Linked DNA regions of Mus musculus: region 2 is linked to region 1. The links are chromatin contacts, called in public HiChIP or PLAC-seq maps. All regions are on one chromosome and are shown on one strand. Each heading gives the region's core, a stretch centred on a gene start, on an enhancer-like site or on the middle of the called end of the contact. The rest is flanking DNA. Distances are from core to core; before and after follow the strand shown. Region 1 has its middle 21 kb from the start of Gm34026. Region 2 holds the start of Slc7a6 (solute carrier family 7 (cationic amino acid transporter, y+ system), member 6).

The links. HiChIP or PLAC-seq counts read pairs in DNA pulled down with a chosen protein or histone mark.
Region 2: a contact with region 1 is called in a FOXA1 HiChIP or PLAC-seq map of pancreatic cancer cells. The contact joins the promoter of Slc7a6 here to the enhancer-like site in region 1. A contact is called at or near these places in 3 of 39 promoter capture datasets (the C10 cell line, frontonasal cranial neural crest and hematopoietic stem and progenitor cells), 1 of 484 Hi-C or Micro-C datasets (nephron progenitors), 6 of 115 datasets of contacts at active chromatin or transcription factors (T-cell acute lymphoblastic leukemia, bone marrow-derived macrophages, embryonic stem cells and 3 more) and 3 of 9 other capture datasets (adipose tissue, embryonic stem cells and liver).

The regions. Positions count from the first base shown.
Region 1 is chr8:106,376,827-106,381,387 of GRCm38.p6, forward strand. No RefSeq gene overlaps it. Among named protein-coding and RNA genes, the nearest start is that of Gm34026, 21 kb to the right of the region's middle. Within about 2 kb of position 1,800, at least 62 of the 459 cell types and tissues checked have an H3K27ac peak or open chromatin away from gene starts, as enhancers often do. A contact at or near this core is called in adipose tissue and pancreatic cancer cells, where this site is marked.
Region 2 is chr8:106,167,596-106,171,878 of GRCm38.p6, forward strand. It overlaps Slc7a6 (solute carrier family 7 (cationic amino acid transporter, y+ system), member 6), which reads left to right and starts at 1,259. Exons shown (of 10, transcript NM_178798.4): 1 at 1,259-1,359.

The DNA of each region.
Region 1 (4,561 bases), core at 550-3,049:
AAGATCCCTTAAAGCCAAAATGGAGGAGACAAACCATCAGGCACGGACCACCACAGGAAGATTCCGTAGGAAGAAGCAAAGGAGACTCTGAGTGGAGCAGTGGTGGGATAATTCAAAGCCCAGCAGGGTGGTTGGCACGAGTCCAGGGCTGCCTCCAGTCTCCCTGGCTCTACTCAAACTGTTGTCATCAGTCACCAGCAAACATGGATTGTATAAACAATAAACAGATGGGGCATGGTTGGAGGGATGGAGGCTGGCGGTTAGGTCCCAGCAGAGAAGCCTTTAATGATCACTCAGCCGTGACAGTTGGGCCAGGGCACATATCTACCCAGATCCCCGACTCATCCCTCGCCTGCCGTCTGGGCAGCCCTACAGATGACTGTAGGGGGACACCCGGCTAGCAGGAAGCCACTGACACACATTCCACAGCTATTAGCCTGAAATGGCTCCCAGCAGCTCAGTCACCTGTAACACAAAAGCACAGAAATCCCCTCCTGCTCCTCCCAATTCCTCAGGGAGTTGATGAAGTCCCAAGGACCATATCCTTGAACTTCTAGGAAAGAGAGAACTCAGTTTCCCTTGGATAGTCCTTCTTCAAGACTGGGACGTAATGGAGGGGAAATTAGAACCTGGGATGGAGAGGTCTTAACACTTGCTGAAAGTTGAGTCTCAGCTGTAATCACCACCAAGCTTTTGGAACAAGGGACTCCTGTGGTGGTGGTTGTTGTTGTTTGGCTGTACACAGTGAGCAGAACACCAGTCCTGCATGTCTTGTCATCTCCACAACCCACAGATGAACCCAGAGGAGTGACACCTGCCACAACCAGAGTTCACCTTCAGAACAGTGTGCAGTGCCAAGGGACAGAGGAGGGAGGGACAGCAGGCAGAGGTGCGGGGATTGCTTGTGGATGAAAAATCCTTGGAGATGCATGGTAAAAGCAGGCAGCCCATTTCCATCTCTGTGCCACCTAGATAGGGAGATCACAAAACAGTATTTCACCCCATTGAGCTGATGCTGGACCCTGATCAAAGGACCTGCCAGCTGTGTTTGTGTCCCTCTTCTCTGGCCTGGGTCATGGATGGTGAAGACTTGGGGCTCAGGTCTTTCGAACCAGGTTGAAATACACTGAAGCCATTCTTCCCGTTTCTCTTGCTCAGATGGCCACTTACCGGCCAGTTGACACTGAGTGTCAGCAGTGAGTAGCTCCCCACCGGAGGTCTAAGTCAGGCCAGTGGGAGAATTTGGTTTGGTTGAGAGGAAAGTATCTCTGGATCAATGGCTTCCTGCCTGGGACTTGTCTATGAATCTTGATGCCTCTGGGTTCTCAGAATCTATGTCCAGAACCAGGAAGGCACTTAGAGCCACCCACTTTACCTGCCATTTGATAGGTGATGAAGCAGAGACCCAGAGAGGGGAGACAGGCCACCAAAGCCCTAGCCAGAAATGGTCAACCTTGTTGGCCTAAGCTCCAGGGGATTCCAGGACATCCACCCTTGACTTTCTGGGATGCACTTCTGGGAGCTTCCTGGGGGTCATTGGCTCAGTCCCTGTTGCTACCTTGGCATGTTCCCTGTCCTGAGATGCCACTAGCACCACCTGACCTTGTTTATGGAGTGTCTCAAAGAGAGACTGCCTGGGTCAGGTCTGCTGGGTGAACGAGGCCTTCCTGTTGGCCAGGCTCTCCCCAGGCTCAGAAAGAGCTGTCAGGCGTCTAAGGCTAGAGTCCAGCTAGACTCTGACTCAGTGCAGAAGATAAGGTTGGTGCAGGGCTGAGCAGTGCCTGGCACAGAGAGCAGGGCTAGGCTTGTAGCTGTCATTCTCAGCCAGGTCATTCCACCGGTCCTTTGATAGTTAAGTCAGAGCTGGGTACTGAGTGGTAGTGCCAGCCTGCAAAACCACAGGAAGAAAGTCTAGCAGGAGGCAATTGAGCTTAGGCCAGATATCCAGGCTGAGCAGCTCTGGACCCAGTGAACAAATCCCTCCTGAGGACCCAGGTGGAGGCAGGGGAGTAGTGCATATCTCTTGCAGCCCTGCCTTGGTGGTGCTGCTGGGAGCGGGGTGGGGGTGGGAAGGGGGGGCGGGAGGGCAGTGTTCCTCTGGAAAGGGAGGAATGCGGAAGGTCCGGGGAGGGGAGGGAGGCTGGGTTCTTAGTATATTAGTATAGCAAACATTCTCCCAGGCCTGATACCTTGACACCCCCTGGAGCGGCAGATGTTGGTGCATGGATCAGGGTAGTATAGTCTTGTTTCTAGGGAAACGGAGGTTCCCCTGGGAGGGGGGGGGGTGGCAATCTCATTGATAAAATAATTTTAAAGTGGGATCACAAGGAAGTTTGGGGACAGTTTTATTTAGATTTTGCAAGAAAAAACAACAGAGCAGGCAAACTGTACATCTTGGCAGCTGCCAGGAATGAACGAGATGGAGAAAAAGTCACTCCGTTTAAGTTGGAACTGAATATAATAGAAATAGCTTATCAAAACAGGAAAACCACTCCCGAGACTGGAAAGGAACTTATGTGCTGAGGAAGGAACCCAAAAAGTCTTTGGCCACTGCAGTGTGTGGTCCTTTATACTCCACATCTCTCCTGTTTATACCTGGAGGACCCTTTTTTCTGAGCATGCTCTGTTCGTTGGAGGAAGCCCAGGTAAAGAAGGGCTTCCAGTCTTCCTCTGCAAACTGGCTTCCTCATCTTAACCTTGACGTCACGTTCTCCATTTCTTACTCCTGTCACTGTCTTGCCCCCAAGACACAAGCTACACCTACACATTTCCTCTGCGCTTCTCTTTGAGTCTGCGCAGCCTGAACCCTGTATATCAGAGAGATGCCCTGGCTGCTAACCAACTGAGCACCAGAAGAAGCAGGTTGCCCTCTCAGCCCTCATGAGGTTCCCAGATTTCTGAGTGGGGCTAATAAACAGTTTAAATAAGAGGACATTGTCCCTCTTAAAGGACCCCAAGTTTGAGTCAAATGAGACTTCATTGTGGTACCAAGCAAGGCTCTGGCCAATGGCAGAAACAAGAAAGTAGGAATGTAATATTTGTACCTTCCCTAGAGGTTTTTAAATAACATTCAACTGGTGGGATTCAGTTTTCCCTTTTCCACCATTTGGGTCTCAGGGATGGAACGCAGGCTGTCAGGCTTGGCAACAAGGGTCTTTACACACTGAGCCAACTCATCAGCCCTCCCTGAGACTCTTAACAACAGGACCCAGGTGACAAAAGTCTGAGGAGTCACTTAAAAAAGCCATTTTAGCTCATCACAGTGGTCCACACCTTTGATCTTAGCACTTGGGAGGCAGAGGCAGGAGGATGTGGATTCAAGGCCAGCTTGCTTTTTACACAGCAAGTTCCAGGCCAGCTAGGGCTACATAATGAAACCACAGTGTCCTTTAAAAATAATAAATAAATAAATAGCCATCCTAGGTGCAGAGGCCAACCTCCTGCAGCTGGAGAGCCCCACCCATTCAATGGCCAACTCATCTTTTCTAAAGGTGGAGCTTGGGAGGCTAAGGAGCGTGATATTCCATCCTATGGTTTACTGTGTCCAGGAGGACAGTGCATCCATGCCCAGGAAGGCCTGAGCAACAGCAGCACTGCCCAGTTGGCAGCCACATCCCAGACCATAGAGGAATAAAAATAGCAAGCAGCATTCACTTCTAGCAAAGTGAGGCTCCTGGCATATCCCGGAGCCTGCCCTCTGGTCCCTCACTGGCCTTTGGGTGGTCTGGGTGCTCCTAGCATGCTGGGAAGTCTGTAGATAAACACACTAGGATTAGCATTACTAATCATTAGAGAAATGCACGTTAAGACCGCTGGACTATAAGTACACTCCGAGTAGCACGGTTAAAAGGAAAAAAAGCTAACACTGCCAAGTGCAGATGGAAATGTGGAGCAGGTCTGTCTAGGCATTCAAGATGTTGAAGCGAGGATGTGTTGCTTCCTCCGGGGCATCAAAATCCCAAGCCGCTTGGGTTTCTGGTAGGAGCTGTGATCAATTGTGCTGGCAGCGCCAAAGCCAAAAATATGCATATAGTTTATTTGTCATAGTTTGTTTTTCCCCTTTGATCATGCTACTTGAGGCCAGCCTGGCCTACAGAGTAAGTTTCACAACAGCCTGTTCAATACAGAGAAACCCTGTATTGAAAAACAAAAATAACAACAACAACAAAAGAATGAAGAGTTGGTTTTTTGGTTAGTTTCTATGTGTGTGTGTGTATGATGTGTGCCACAGCATGTATGTAGAGGTCAGGGGGTGACTTTGTGAGCTGGTTCTCTTTTCGGGTGCTGGAGACTGAACTTGTGTCACCAGGCTTATGTGTTAAGTGCCTTTACCCACTGACTCATCTTGCTGCCCTGTGTGACTGAACACGTTTTTATATCGCTCAGGCTGACCTAGTCACTACGTTGCCATGGCTGGCCTTGAACTTCAGACTCTCTTGCTTCCAGTTCCCGAGGGCCGGAATTACAGGCATGTGCATCACTCTTGATTTCAAGTGTTTATAAAACACAAAAGAGGGCTAGAGATGTAGCTCAGTTAGTTGAGTGGCTATCAGATATAAAA
Region 2 (4,283 bases), core at 9-2,508, 210 kb before region 1:
AAAAAACCTTCTCTTCAACCATACCTAGGAGTGATCATGTCCCTGTTTTTTTCATTCATCAGGAAGGAGGAAGGAGAGCACTTTAGGAGAGGTTTAGTTAATTATTTGGTTTTTCCAAAGTTTAAGTGTAACAGAACCCTGGCTGTCCTGGACTCGATTTGTAGACCAGGATGGCCTCGAATTCACATAGAGTGACTTCCCACTGCCTCCTGAATGCTGAGATTAAAGGTATGGGCACTATTGCCCGGCACACTACTTATCTCTCAATAAGGTTTAAATCTTAAGCGAGAAATGCAGAAAGAATGGGGTCCCTTGCAAACAAACTCCCAAGTCTGTTTCTTTCAAGGTATCTGACAAGTTGTAAATATTTAGCCAGGAGATATGTTCCTCCTTTAGATGTTTCGTCCACTTGATCTCCTAGCAGGCTATTCCTGGAGGAAATACTGATTTCTTGGGTTTTTTGTTCTTGTTTTTTGTTTTTTTTTTTTTTTTTTTGTTTTGTTTTGTTTTTAAAGTCTGATAGCCTACGAGAAAAGCACAACTGTCTCGTTAGACTATATTTATCCCTGCCAGACTGGTCAGTTGTTAGAAGGTCCGGTGGAATATAAAAGGCAGGAAGTCTTAGAATGAACGCCAGCGCCACTAGAGGAAAAAGATAACCTAAAAGGAGATAGAGGAGCAACCAACGGGAGAAGAAAAGGTCAGGATGTCCCAGCATCCCCAAGAGGGGTGTCAGCAGGGTCGGGGGAGACCAGGACAAAGCGAAGAGAGCCAGAAGTGGCAGCCTTCCTGGGTCTAATGGAGTCTGAACTGAGTGTCAGAGCACCGGTCCCGGGAGTGTATTTCTTCCTGGGTTCCCGGGCTGAAGGGAGGCAGTTATCTAGATAGGGAGGCGGTCCAGAGCTCTTTGTGTCAACTGTCTGGGGTCCCACTGGGCGTGCAGTCCCCAAAGGCCAAGGAGGAGAAGGTGTGTGTGGGCCCGTTAGAGCTCCAAGCAGCAGCATCCTCACGTGGAGCCCCAGAGGCTTCAAGTGACTGCGTGGGGAGCCGGGGAGTGTCCATCCCAGGTGAGGGTGACCGCACCCCAGTCACAGCCCGCGGGGAGAGTCCGGGCGCGGCCTGCTGGAGGCTGCTCCGTAACGGTACGCGGATCGCCCAGGGCCCCGGCGTGCTCCAGTGCCCGGAAGCAACGCCGCCTGGGGCCCCCGCTCCGAGCCGGGTCCCCTGGCGGCGCGCGCTGTCGCGATCCGGTGCGAGTGACGTGGCGTGGGCGGGGCTTGAGCGGCCGCCGGGGCGACGGCGCGACCGAGCATCCTGGAAGCTCCGGGCCACGAGGAGGTAGCTGGCGAGGCCGAGGAGGTGAGGGGCTGGCTCCGGTTCGGCTCGGGGTCGTTCTGGTGTGCGGCCGAACACTCTTGCGTGGCCTCCGTGGCCGCGTGCTGGATGCGGGGCCGGAAACCGCGTGGGGCGGAGGGCGCGGGAGAGACGCGGCGGCTGAGAAGAGGACGCCGGGAGCGTGGATCCCTGGAGTGGACCGCCGTGTGAGGAAGACGCAGGCGCGCGCGCGGGCGCGTGTGTGGGGAGAGAGACCCCGAGGGTGGCTTTGTGAGTGTGCAAGATCCCGAGTGTAAGGGGGACTGTTTGTGAAAAACTGTGAGATGGTGAGTGTAAGGGGCCGTGTGTGTGTGTGTGTGTGTGTGTGTGTGTGTTTGTTTGTGTGTGTGTGTAGACGGAAAAACCCAGAGTGCGAGGAGGAAAACCGTGGGCGTGAGGGTGGCTCTGGAGTGTGTGCGACCCTGAGAGAGACGGAGACGGTGAAGGAGGTTTGAGTGTGAGAGAAGCGGGCGTGAAGGCTGAAGGACTGAGCCCTTCGCAGTCCGTGACCGTGCGAGCCTGGGTGAACCTCCCTGGAGCACTGAGAGGTGGCGGAGGAGGAGGAGGAGGAGGAGGAGGAAGAAGCCGTTGTGTGTGAGGAGGGCAGAGACAGCAGGGCGGGTGTGTGAATGCAGGAATGCAGCTTCTTGGGGGCTGTTGAAACCTCTGACTCCGGTTGGGACTTTTAGAGTGCTGAGGTATTGGCGTTTGGGAACACGGTGCTCTTACTCTTTTGAGTGTCTCCTGTATTTTGTCGTCTCATTGGACCATCTCATGTCACAATTATCAGGAAATATTTGGGAAATGTTCGGAAAATTTCTGTTACTCTGCACACCAAGCCAAAAGGCTGGTCACCGCGTTGTGTAATGGGTCAGTATAAATAGAAAACACCTAATTTAACAAGTCTTGGGGAACCAATCGAGATCACTGGGTTATGTGTTGGAGAGAATGCAATCTCCGCTGTTATTGGGGGGCGGGGAGAACGACCCCTCTCAGTTTTGGGCAGCTCATCTAACAGGCTATATATGCTCAGCTGTTTGGCTCCTTATATCTGAGAGCCAATCGATCTCGGATTTAAAGACTTAGGGGGAGCAGATTTTAAAGTCTGCAACTGCTTCCTGGGGTCATTTTTACTTCTTTACCTGGTGAGGTCCTTGAGGAATCTACCCAGGCTTCCTATTTTGTTCAAGTTCCATTGTGATTTCATACAGATAGCTTTTGCTTCCCGACATGGGTCTTAGGCTGTTTACTTGAGTTATATTTGATTTTTCTTTCCTGGCAAATGTGTGGAAAAATCACCACCCTGGTGGAGAGAGAAGGCAGTACTTGCCATGCAAGTGGGTTTCATTTCTAGCACCTCGAACCAAAGAGAAAAAGAGAGACAAAGATGGAAACCATAAGCCTGATCCCCTCTCCATACCCTTCCCCACTGGAGACAGGGCTTCTGTGTTTAGCCCTGGCTGGACTCTTCTCTGTAGACAAGGATGGCCTTGAACTCAGAGATCAGCCTGTCCCTGCCCCCCCCCCCTTTTTTTTAAACCAAAAGCATGTTTCATTTATGTGGCTGGTCTGCTAAGTTTCTTGGTAGAGGAAATTCTAGAGTGTGGAGATGTTCTATAAAAGTTGTGTAAATGATGCTCTTAGAATCAGGGTTTCTCTGTGTAGCCCTGGCTGTCCTGGAACTCACCATGCTGACCTTGAACTCAGAGATCTTCCTGCCTCTGCCTCCTTACAAGAGGAAATAGTATCCTAATGCTTTCTATAAGTTAATATTTTTTTGATAAGTAGCTAAGAATTTATTCTTTGTTGTAGAGATTGAATGGCCAAAACAGAGAAGTAATTCCTTGAAGTAAGGAATAATTTTCTCTTTGGTACCCGACCCATTTGTGATCAAACAACTTTAAAAAAATGTGAATTTTTATTTAGTTTGGACAGGTGACTATTACCACTCTGTTCTTTATTTGCTTTTTTTTTTTTGTTTTGTTTTAATGATTTATAAAAAGGAATCTGTAGGGTTTGTTTGTTTGGTTGGTTTTTCTGAGACCCGGGTTTCTCTCTATAACCCTGGCTGTCCTGGAACTCACTCTGTAGACCAGGCTGGCCTTGAACTCAGAAATCCTCCTGCCTCTGCCTCCTGAGTGCTGGGATTAAAGGCGTGTGCCACCACTGCCTGGCTGGAATCTGTAGAATTTGCATACTTTGTAACAATGATGCTAGTAAAAGGGCTTAAAAATCATAGTGTTATGAAACATAACACATGTTATTAGTAAATAAATTATGCATTTATATTTTTAATTTTTTTTCAAGATAGAGTTTCATGTAGCCCAGGCTGGCCTCAGACTCTGTAACTGAGGACGACTTTTAGCATCCCAAGTGCTGGGATTATAGGCCTGAGCCACAATTTTGTTTTCTATTTTATGTTTTCTTTTTTTTTTTTTTTTTTTTAAAGATTTATTTATTATTATATGTAAGTACACTATAGCTGTCTTCAGACACACCAGAAGAGGGAGTCAGATCTTGTTACGGATGGTTATGAGCCACCATGTGGTTGCTGGGATTTGAACTCTGGACCTTCGGAAGAGCAATCGGGTGCTCTTACCCACTGAGCCATCTCACCAGCCCCCTATTTTATGTTTTCTAAAGAGTAATTTCTGGTGACTTATAATTTAAGATATGATGTCTAATCATTACTTAGGAGGCTGAGAGTTAGAGAGTTCAAGGCCCCCTGGGCTATGTAATGAATCCCAGGTTAGCCTGAGCTGCAACTGAGAGATCCTGTCTCAAGAAAAAGAAACAAAACAAGCGGAAAACCGGAGCCCTAGAAAAGACTGTTTAGCACATACTGTTGAAATAAGAATATCTTATCCACTGTGACTGGAAGTAAATTATATCTAAGTTAGCTGATAGTC